Linked DNA regions of Capsicum annuum: region 1 is linked to region 2. The links are chromatin contacts, called in public Hi-C maps. All regions are on one chromosome and are shown on one strand. Each heading gives the region's core, a stretch centred on a gene start, on an enhancer-like site or on the middle of the called end of the contact. The rest is flanking DNA. Distances are from core to core; before and after follow the strand shown.

Region 1 (5,524 bases), core at 404-2,903, 140 kb after region 2:
GTTATCCATCTGCTCCTTATCTGCTCTCCATGCGCTTTGAAACCACTCAAGCAGATCAAGAGCAAGGTGACATTTTGTAATTTTCAACAAATGTAGAGTTGGAGCTTAAAAGAGGGTTTTAGCTTATTTTTCAAGACCTGGTTTCTTTTCCCATCCAAGCTTCTATCTTTTCATCTTAGCACCCATCTTTTTATCTCAGAAGAACATTATACTAATCTTGAATAAAGAATATATGTGAGTGATTTCCAAGGAAGAATTAGTGATTTTCCATTGAAGATTTATTGAATTTCCAAGTTTGGAACTACGTTCTCTTTATTTCTCATGGATGAAGTCAATGATAACTTTGGTATATTTCTACCCTTTTTGTCTAGGAGTAGCTAATTCTAAATTTTGGGGTTATGCTTTCTTAGGTTGTGGTAGTGCATGGGTGTTAGCTATTTATCCTCCTAATTAGTTATTTGTGATGGGTGTTGCATTTATTTCATGATTTAATCAAGAATTGGGGGTTGCAAATCCCAACCACCCTTGAACACATGTCATCCTTGAAAGAGGGGATATAGGTGAGGAATAAATGCAACCAATAACTTAAATCATCTCATTTAATGACATCTCTTAGACATAAGGATGCAAATTGAGGTAATAGATGTGCAAACTTGTCACACTTGTGGGGTGCTCGAAAAAACCCATTTGTGAAATTTGGTGTTGTAATTGAAAAATTGACATCAATACATTGACATCTAGCCTACCCATGACTTTTAGCTAAAGTTGGATAAAGTGTCAAGTACCCATGCATGAACCCACACCTAGAATTGCATAACCCCAAGGTCTATTCCCAATTAAATTCGCTCTTAGCATTTTTCAATGTCAAGCTAGTGCTCTAAAATTGAAGTAGTTGTCATTATAAACACATTCAAACTAATTCCCCCATTTTATATGTATGCTTGTTTCATTCACATTACGGGTCACCATTTAGTAAACAATCAACACTCTTGAGTTTTGAATTCCATGCTTTCACTCCTTGTGGATTCGACCCCAATCTAAGTTGGGTTATTGTATTGACAACGATTGTTTACACCCATTCAAGAGTGTAATTTGAGAGTTATCAGAGCGAAAGGATCACTGGCGGAGATTCTTTGGCCGGACGGTGCTTCGTCGGAGCTCGACACATCATCGACGATCCAAGCTTCGTCAAAGCTCGGAGCTTCTCCGACCGACAGTGAAGAGGAAGATAAGCCTGGAAGAAGGCAATAAGTTATAAATGATAAAAGTAGGTTATAATCCATAATAAAAAGAAAGTTATACTATTTTAGATAGTAATTGATTTTAAAAAGTGAATATACATAAGTCAACAATATTATTTTGGACTAATATATCATGAATTAATATAATTGTAATTTCTAATGGATTTAAATTCAATTTGAAAAAAATTATTTACGGACACTTTTCTACCAAGTTTAGGTGTTTATCTGGTGACTATTGTCAAGTTTACCTACGATTTAGCCATCATTTTTTTCATCTTATCACTTAATATATTTCTCTTTTTTTGGTCTTCACTTTATATTTACTCATTATAATTTCCTTGTATCTATCGCCAGTTAATCCCTCAGATTCAACATGTAACTTCAAACTCGCCTGCTAACGAACCAACTGTTGATGCAGAGTCCAGTGCTCCGCCATTAATTAAACAACTTCCTTCTCATGGCTCTTGTTACTGTAGCTTTAGCTTCATTCACCATTTTTAGCATTGTAATAAGCTAGATTGTCAGGACTAAACAGAGGTCTTGGACATTTTGAGCATACCTTTTGGTTGTACCGTGGTGGTTGGTGGAACAGAGATGGGAAGGTTGAGAAAGAACAAAAGATTTTTGATATTTTAGGAAACGGATGAATCTGATGTTTTTAAGAAAAGTCAATTTATATAAAAGTAAATGTTGATATTGCATTAATTTAAGTGGATCTGATATGTCTACTATATTGAGGCGAATGAACAACGCATAGCGTTAAGAGGTTTTTAAAAGTTTAGTTTTGATCAAGTTCAAGTATGTCAAGTACAGGGGCCCTAATGACAAACCGCAACAACTACGGCCTCACGGCCTTCCGCCAAATTTAAACATAAGAAAAGAAGATTATGTTATGACTTTGATTAGTTCCCAAAGAAAAAACAGATTTTTTTTCTTTTGCCAACATCATTAAAGATAGATCGTCTTACTAATATCACAATTTTGATCCTCAGAATTATACATCTTGAAGAATGCCATGTATTATAAGTAAACCTTGCATAATTGTGAAATTAACTCCTTCCGCTCTTCTAAGTTGGAGCTATGCTCTCATTTATCCATTTCTCCATAGTTCATTGGAGTTGTTTCAATGGACCATATCCTTCATGGGCCCCCTGATTTTTTGCAGTTTGATCAGTCACCAATGAGAAGAAAAGACAGCAAACTTTTTGCCTTGATAATTTTAACATTTCTTGTACAACACAACCTTTACTTGTACAACACAACCTTGAACTGCACTTCACCTACAAGCTACAGCAAATAAGGACCTAAAATTGAAAGCTTTAGTGACTTTACAACTCTGACAAAAATAAGGCAAGCAACAAAAACCACTGCATCTGCCTACACCTGCACATGACCACACTAAAAGCCTTTTGGCATAACAACAATACCTCTCGAGTTGAGCAGGAGAGGGAAAAGAATAAATTCAACGGCAACCGGACAACAAACAGCTATGGTTGTCCAAAAGCAAGTATAAAAATATACACCAGCCATTAAATGCAACAAGCAATGTGATTATATGCACAGGTTTCTGCACCTTCCTTGATGTGCAAGAGTCAGCTCTCTGGGGCTACGCAAACATTCAGCAATATCCATGTTGCAATGTATATTTCGAACCACCATCAACTAGAACGTTGATGTAAGAAAACAAATCCTGAATTCTCACGGATTAATGGAGGAGGTTCAACATCAGCTATGTCTACTTGTTGCATCGTTTTGGAGATGTCATCCACAGAGAAGGGAATGCTGCATCATAATTTAAGAAAAGATTCTGAATTTGAGGTGCTCAGTTAAAGGTACATGTATGGCAAAGATTGACAATGAGTTATTTAATAAACGATACCTCGAGTCATCATCCAACAAAAAGGAACTGCTAACAGCATTATTGGAGTCCTCTTGCATCATAACTCTCATACATGAAATAACCTATCATTTAAAGCCAAGCAGAAAACCAACAGAGAAATCAGGAACCAAGCAAACTGTACAATAACAAGACCAAAAACTACTGTAAACCTACGTATGAATCCAAACTGTAGGTGCAACCGTGCAAGAACTTACATCTGAAGAAACAGTGTGGGTTCCATATTTGTCATCCCAGTACATAGTGCTAATCCTATATAGTTGTTGTATGCTAAGCACCTAATAAAAGAATAGCCATGTGAAATATAAATTAAAGCAGCAAACGAAATGTCCAAAAGGTTATTTTCCTTTGATAGGTAAAGTAAGAAGAAAATTTTTATGCAGAAAAAATGGGAAGAACGGAGGAGAAATATAGAAAAATGACTCCTTACTGGACAAAGTTCATTAGTGATTTCATGCAATGCCTTTTTGGGCTTTTGATGTATAACCTGCAAGAAGTTGAGAGGAAAAAATGGTCAGATAAAAGCACATGATCACACAAAAGTTCGTTTTGCAAAAAGCCACAAAATCAGTTCTTACTAAGAATCCAACTGCCTGTCTAATGTGCTTCAACTCGTCCCATGCTGAGCCTACATACTGGACATGAAAATACAGAAGTAAGATGGCAAATAGCACTAAGAACTGAAATGATACAGTGGGACATGCTTACTTCTTCAGTTGCATAGCAGCACCATTGTTCCAATTCAGCCAACCCGGCTTTCACAAACTCTCCATTACTAAATGAGCAACACTCACGCCGCAATAGGAGACTGAATGTAAAGAATGTCAACACACAGACACATAAGAAGGTGCAAATGTGCGAAATGGGATCTATTTAATGTACAATACGCACAACAAATTTACAGTCCTTGAAATAATGCAACTATTTACCTGTTGAAAAGTTGAACATTGATAAAGGAGAATATTTGAGTGAAAACCTTCCGAACTAAGAAGGGAGGAACCTACACAGGTGGAGCAATGGAAACATATAAACATCAAGGAGACGAAATGACTGTTGCTATTATTTAACTCCTCAATCTTGAACTTACATAGTTGGCTTTCATCATCATCAAGTAGTTGTTCAAACTTTTTACAATGCTTTGCCAATGAGCAAATAGAGCTTGTTGGGCAGCAGCATTAGCTTGGGATCTTCCTTTGACTAAACTTGCACGAGATGTTCTTGGTGCCTGCAGACATTATGCAGATAATGATCTCACAAAATTAACTCCTTCCCTCTTGCTCTTGGCAGCAAAAATAATCACATTGGGAGAGAACAAAATAGAAAGTTAATAGTGTCCCAAAGAGAAAAGGTGGTCTCTCTATAACTGTTCAGCGTCAAGGCACAGTAATAAGCCTGGAAAGATCCATTCTTTCCAACACCTTTGAGAGTAATAACCTGATTTTTGGTGATTTTTGTGAAATATTTATTTCTGTGTGATTTGACCATTTTATCCCTCCCCGTGGTTGCTTTGTGGTATTTTTAAGGTGTGATGATGATTGGCACAGTTCCCAATGCATTTTGGTGTGATTTGTGCGAGATTGTGGTTTTTGGTGGTTATAAAGGTTTTATAGTTGACTTCGGTCAACATTTATTGATACGTGTGTCCGATGGCAAAATGGACTTGGCCAGCAGATCCGGAACGTCGATTTTACATTAGTAACATGATTGGTGTGGTTTTATGACTTTTATATCTCATTTCAACTCTCGGTTCGAAAAATTGTGAAATTGGATTTTGAGGGTCAACTTTGTGAAAACGTTTTTCAAAAATCTGAATTGCCATTGAGTCCGGCACGTCGAATTTGATAGGGTAGCATAGTTCGTTTGCATTCTCGAGATTCCAGATGAATCCGAGGGGTCCGCCGAGACTTGGAGAATTCCAAGTCTCCAACTGGGGCACCGCTTAAACGACCTGGCAGACAGTCGAGGCTGTCGCTTAAGAGACTTCCCCATCACGTACGCGACATCTGTGCAGCCAGCGGGTATCCCATAGGTGTCGCTTAAGCGATAGCCGGCTCAAGCGACCCGGTGATCGCTTAAGCTATGCCTGGGTGATATAAATTCCCCTTTTTCGCGATTTTTCACTATTTTCGAGACTTGGAGCTTGGGGTTTCGAGTTTTTGGGCAATTTCTTCCATTTTTAAGCTTGGGTAAGCTCCAAACTCCAATTTCAATTATTTTTCTTCGATTCTTATCAATTAAACCTTGTTAAAACGTGAATTTAAAGGTGGAATTTGGGGATTTTCCCTGAAAGGCCTATTTTGGTATTTTCTCAATATAAACCCCAATTTCAACTCGTTTTCACTTGGTGGGTTTTCTTCTATAAGTTCCTTTAATCATGGAAAATATA
Region 2 (5,356 bases), core at 961-3,460:
GTCACGGAAGAAATTAAAAGCATCAACAATTTTTCCAGCTTTTAAGTAACTTTGCAACATTAAAATGTCAGAATGCAAATCTGGTGTGATACCATTCCTCTTCATCATTTCATATACACCTCTGGCCAGGTCAGGTTTTCCAGCATGACCAGCTCCATCAATGAAGTAATTATAAACAGGGCAATTAGGTTCTCGCCGAGACAACTGAACCTCTAATAAACTGTAAAATAACTTTTCTGGATCATCCATTTGACATAAACAGCAAATAACCTCCCTGTATAATCGCCGGTCTGGACTATAACCTTTTTCTTGCATTTCCATTAACAATCTCGATGCAATATCTCCCCTACTTGACTTGTTAAAGCCATCAATCAAGTCAAAATAAGTAGTCTTGCTAGTAACCTTGTCCAATCTGCTGAGCTCTCCATGTACCAAGAATGCATCTTCCACCCTGCTGGCCCTACATAAGGCTGATATGAACTTGTTAAAGGTTGAGTCACTGGGCATGCAATTCTGGTCTAGAGAAGCAAGAACTAACTCTTTCACTCTATCAAGCTTCCCTTCTCGGCAAAGAGCATCAGCAATAATTGAAAATATCCTCCTGCCAGGGAAATGACCCTGTTGAATGGCATTCTTCAACACGATATACGCTTCATCAACACTTGCATCACCTAATAGAGTATTTATAAGATAGTTATAGGTCATACTACTTACAGAGAGGCCAAATTCTGCTCTCGAAACATACAACTCCAGGGCAACATCTGCCATCCCCACCTTACAGAAGAAGCACAAAGTTACATTCATGGTAACATCATCAGGTATTATATCTTGATCCTTCATGTCCATTAACAAGTCATAAACCTCCTCTAGCCTGTTTTCTCTTAAAAGCCGATACACTAAGCTGTTATAGCGAAAAACATCAGGAACATACCCATCAGCCAGTTTCTTGCCTTTCAAAAATTCAAGTGCCTCACTTAGATCCCCAGCCTGGGCAAGATCCTTAATCCACACACCATATGCCTGTTCCATTGGAACCAAACCAGACTCTCTAAAATCCTGCACCAAACTTGCAGCTCTTGTGAACTGCTTATTTTTACATAAAGCATCAACAAGATTAGCCACCACAATCCCACTCAATCCTACCCCTCCATTTCTCAACAACCCTCTAAGATACTCCTCAGCTCTATCGAGCTCCATTTGCTGGCAAAGACTCTTAACAAATATCGCATGTGTTATCTCACCCTCGAACCCTCTAAATTTAATCTGCTTCAAAACCATCTCAAAACCATCATAGAAACCATCCTCCGCCAAAGCATTAAGTAAAACATGATAAGCAAATGCATCCAAATCGACACCCTGAAACCGCATTCTACCAAACAGTTGGAGTGCAAGCTCGGGCTTGCCTGCCATCGCATACCCAATTACCAGAGTACTGTAAAAATGATCTTTATGGAAATACCTTTGCTTCATATAATTATCCAAGAACTCAACCATCAATGACATCAACTTAGCTTTCGATAAAATCTGGAAAATGGCATAAAAAGTAGAACGAGTATGATGAAAACCCGGTTGTCGACCCGCCCAATCGAAAAATTTCAAACACGACAAAACATCCTTGTTCTTCTCATAATTCAACACGTGAAGAACCAACGCCTCGGAGAGTCTAAGGTTGAATCGAGACAATGCAATATCAGCTGTAATATCATCTTGGGTGCGTAATATCTCAAAGATCCGATCAAAAATGGGGTTTTTTCTGGTCGCAAACCACTCTTTAAATGATAAAACGACATCTTTGGGCTGCAATTGGAAAGCTAATAAAGCATTAGAAGAAAGTGGAGTTAAGAAGGGATATGGATATGCAGGGATTGGCTTTGTGGTAGGAGGAGTATTGGTGGAGTAATATAGATAGAAAAAAAGGGTATTCTTGTCGGTGATGGATTTGGCATATGGAGGACGGTTAAAGAGGGTTCTAGTTTTCTGCCTGGCCTGTCTGATTGTCAGCAACATTTTTGATGTTTCACTATTTCTCAATCTAAGATTGTGATTGTGATAGTAGCGATGAAGTTGATAAAGCTAGTTTCATGAAGCTCCCATGGAGATAGCAAGCCCAGTAGATCGGCGGCACTGTCAAAATATTACCCTACTATTCCTCGTATTTTTCTCATTACTTTTGAGATTATGTGCAATCTATTTCATTTTCCAAAAATGTATGGAATTTGCCTTTAGGGCCAATTTGGACATCATTTTTACCCGAATGGTGTTTGATTTTTACCCTCAATTTTAATGTTTTAATTTTGAAAAAAATTACTTAATACTAAACTTATTATTATCTAAAATTTTAGTTCCTTAAAATAATTCTCTATCGCTCCAAAATATACGATACATGGGGTAAAGAATTAAGAGTGACTAAAAAATTTCAAAATCAGCATAGGTGACTTAAGTAGAGTGACAAAAAATTAAGTGATGAAATAAAAAGTTTTGACTTATGTGTGAAAATTGCACTCATGTTTTTTATTTTACATTTTAGAGTAATATGAAATCCTAATAACTAAAAATGGAGGGGAAAATGCACTTGCTACTCTTGTTTTCTCTCTCTTCGCTTTTGGTGCATTTCTCCATTGTTGTTCATTGTTGCTGCTGTTTTTCTTCTTCATCATCATCTTGTTCATCATCTTCTTCTACTGTTTGTCATGCCGTTGTTGTTGTTGCCACTACTGCTACTACTAGATCAAATTTTATTTGTATATCACTAGCATTACTTCATAGGTAATTTTGGTAAGTAAAACAATGATTTTTAGTTCAATTTCTTCAACAATTTTCAATAGCTTATCTAACAGTTGTTGTATTCATTTATAACAGTTGTTGGATAGTTTCTACTACTGTTAAAGTAGTTCCAACAGATAAGTCATATGTTGCAACAGATAACTCATCTGTTTATTTGTTGCAGCAGATGACCTACCTGTTGGATTAAGTTACTGAATCTAAATATAAATCCAACAGGTAAGTTATCTATTGCAACATATGTCTTATTTGTTGCAATAGGTGAGTCATTTATTGCAACAGATAATTCATCTGTTGGATTCGTCTTACAACAGCTGACAAAGCTAGTCCAAAGTCATTTGTTGCAAAAGATGACTTACCTGTTGGATTAAGATTGTGAATATGTATCTAACAGATGAGTCATCTATTGCAACATATGTGTCATTTGTTGCTCTGTTGGATTCATGTTACAACAGGTGACAATATTGGTATAGAAGCAGAAGCTAAATTCAATAGATGAGTCATCTATTAGGACAATGATAATGATAATGCGTATAATTTTGGTATTGTATATACTATAGTATTATTATTTATTTATACTATATTATCATTAGTAATTTTACTATACTATCTTTATTAACCTTTTTAACAAATTTCTTTAAGTACCATTAATGGAGGAATCAATAACAATAGGAGTTGATTGTCATGATGAATCAAGAAAAACAATTGATTTATTTGGCATTGAAAGGATGGTGAAATGTTAGAGGATAGTGATAACAGTCTAAAGAAATATTTTGTATGATGATTTTGTGAACTTAATCATCAGCTGTTGTGGATTAAATAGCCAATTGAAAGATTTTGTCATCAGTCACATGCACAACTCTTTTGAAAAATATAGAGTCCTACCTTTTAAGATCTTTTATGATAAGCGATCATGTTCATTTATGTGCTTATCCGAGTGATGTAGCTAATCCCATTTTAAGGGTATACATAGTAGAAAAATCGATAGAGAATTAGAATATAGAACAAGACCAACAAGGTATGTTAACCCATGAATTGGATGGTATGGACATAAATATTTTAGATGATTGGAGTGGAGATGAAGTGGAGGAGGACCAAACACCTACACCAGTTATATGAGCAATACAGTAGGTAGTTCTTAATCAACACAGTTGAGCAATCTTCAAGATGATGAAATAGATTTTTTCAAGGGATTGACATTCAAGAACCAGGAAGAACTAGTCACTTCATAGAATATTGCTTGCTTGAAAAAAGATTTCAAACTCAAGAAGGTGATTAATTTATATAGTATGTATTGTTAGATGTGCACATTCGAAGTGCAAGTGGTGGCTGAGGGCTGTGAAATTCATAAGTTCTGAAAGATTCTACATTAGAACTTATGAAAAGTAACACACATATGGTTCAGACCATATTACGAGACATAAGCTGCACGCCACAACAAAGATCATCGGTAAATACTTCAAAATAAGTTTTCCTAAAGGCAAAGGCCCGTCTACAAGATATATGATCAATCAACTCTGTAATGAAATAGGTTGTAAAGTGAGTTATTAGAAGATTTATAAGGGCATGGAGATTACAAAGTCTTTGATTAGGAAAATACATGAGCATAGGTATGCAATACTTAATGTGTACCATTATATGCTTGAGCCTGTAAATTCTAGAAGTAAGCCAGTATTATAGGTTGATGAAAATAAAAGGTTCAAGTACTTTTTTATACCCTATGAGGCTTGGATTCTTGGTATTCAATAAAAAAAGTCATAATTGTCGATGAAATATTCTTGAGGAGCAAGTATGAAGGAGTTTTGTTATCGACAGTGCCACAAGATGCAGAAAATCACATCTTTTCAGTAGCTTTTTGTGTAGTAGACAAGAAATGTGATGCCTCATATCAATATGTTGAATAAATGAGAAGCTATGTAGATGATATCGATGAGTTGCGTATAATTACTAATAGACATCCAAGTATCATAAAGATGATTTCCATTGTCTACTCTTCAGCTCATTATGGTTGTTGTATGAGGCACATGTAGAGTTTTGACTTGAAAGAGAATTTTTCATTGTCGCTCTATTTGACGAGATAAATATGAGGTTAGCAAAATTATTTCACGTGAGGCATATGGAGTTAGTCAACTCACTAGACAACTTGTTCCTTAAATGGAAAAACAAATATTAAAGTACATCAATTCAGGTAATAAGTTATTGACTCAACAAATAGCCAATTACAAATTCAGTATCAAAGATCATGGTGATGTTGCCACGGTTGATTTTTAAAGAAGAACTTGCACATGTAGAGTTTTGACTTGGATAAAATACATTGTCCATATGCTATGACAATGCTTTGAGCCCAATATGGTGCACAATTTGAAAATCAGATTATGAGTACTCATCTCCATATTATTCAGTGAAAAAAATACATAATTACATATTATGAGGATATTACTTTGGTGCCTCCTAAAGATTCTTGAATTGGTCCTTTAGAGATTATGGAAAGATAAATACCTCCTCTATATGTTGACCCAAGCAAACCCAGAAGAAGATGAATGAAGAGGATGCGTGAAATCAGCAAATCATTTCC

What was found. Hi-C and Micro-C count contacts between places; a contact is called where the count stands out from the background.
Region 1: a contact with region 2 is called in a Hi-C map of leaf, with 2.4 times the contacts expected there. The contact joins the enhancer-like site here to the promoter of LOC107877805 in region 2. A contact is called at or near these places in 2 of 5 Hi-C or Micro-C datasets (bud and leaf).

What each region holds. Positions count from the first base shown.
Region 1 is chr7:164,101,343-164,106,866 of UCD10Xv1.1, forward strand. LOC107877804 (myosin-17) reads right to left here. Exons shown (of 39, transcript XM_016724529.2): 32 at 4,226-4,363; 33 at 4,068-4,138; 34 at 3,847-3,946; 35 at 3,717-3,773; 36 at 3,569-3,625; 37 at 3,336-3,416; 38 at 3,121-3,203; 39 at 2,434-3,023. The coding sequence ends at 2,900. Among protein-coding and RNA genes, the nearest start is that of LOC107877804, 25 kb to the right of the region's middle. Within about 2 kb of position 1,654, at least 5 of the 5 cell types and tissues checked have an H3K27ac peak or open chromatin away from gene starts, as enhancers often do. A contact at or near this core is called in bud and leaf, where this site is marked.
Region 2 is chr7:163,958,224-163,963,579 of UCD10Xv1.1, forward strand. It overlaps LOC107877805 (pentatricopeptide repeat-containing protein At1g71210, mitochondrial), which reads right to left and starts at 2,211. Exons shown (of 3, transcript XM_047415281.1): 1 at 1-2,211. The coding sequence starts at 2,007.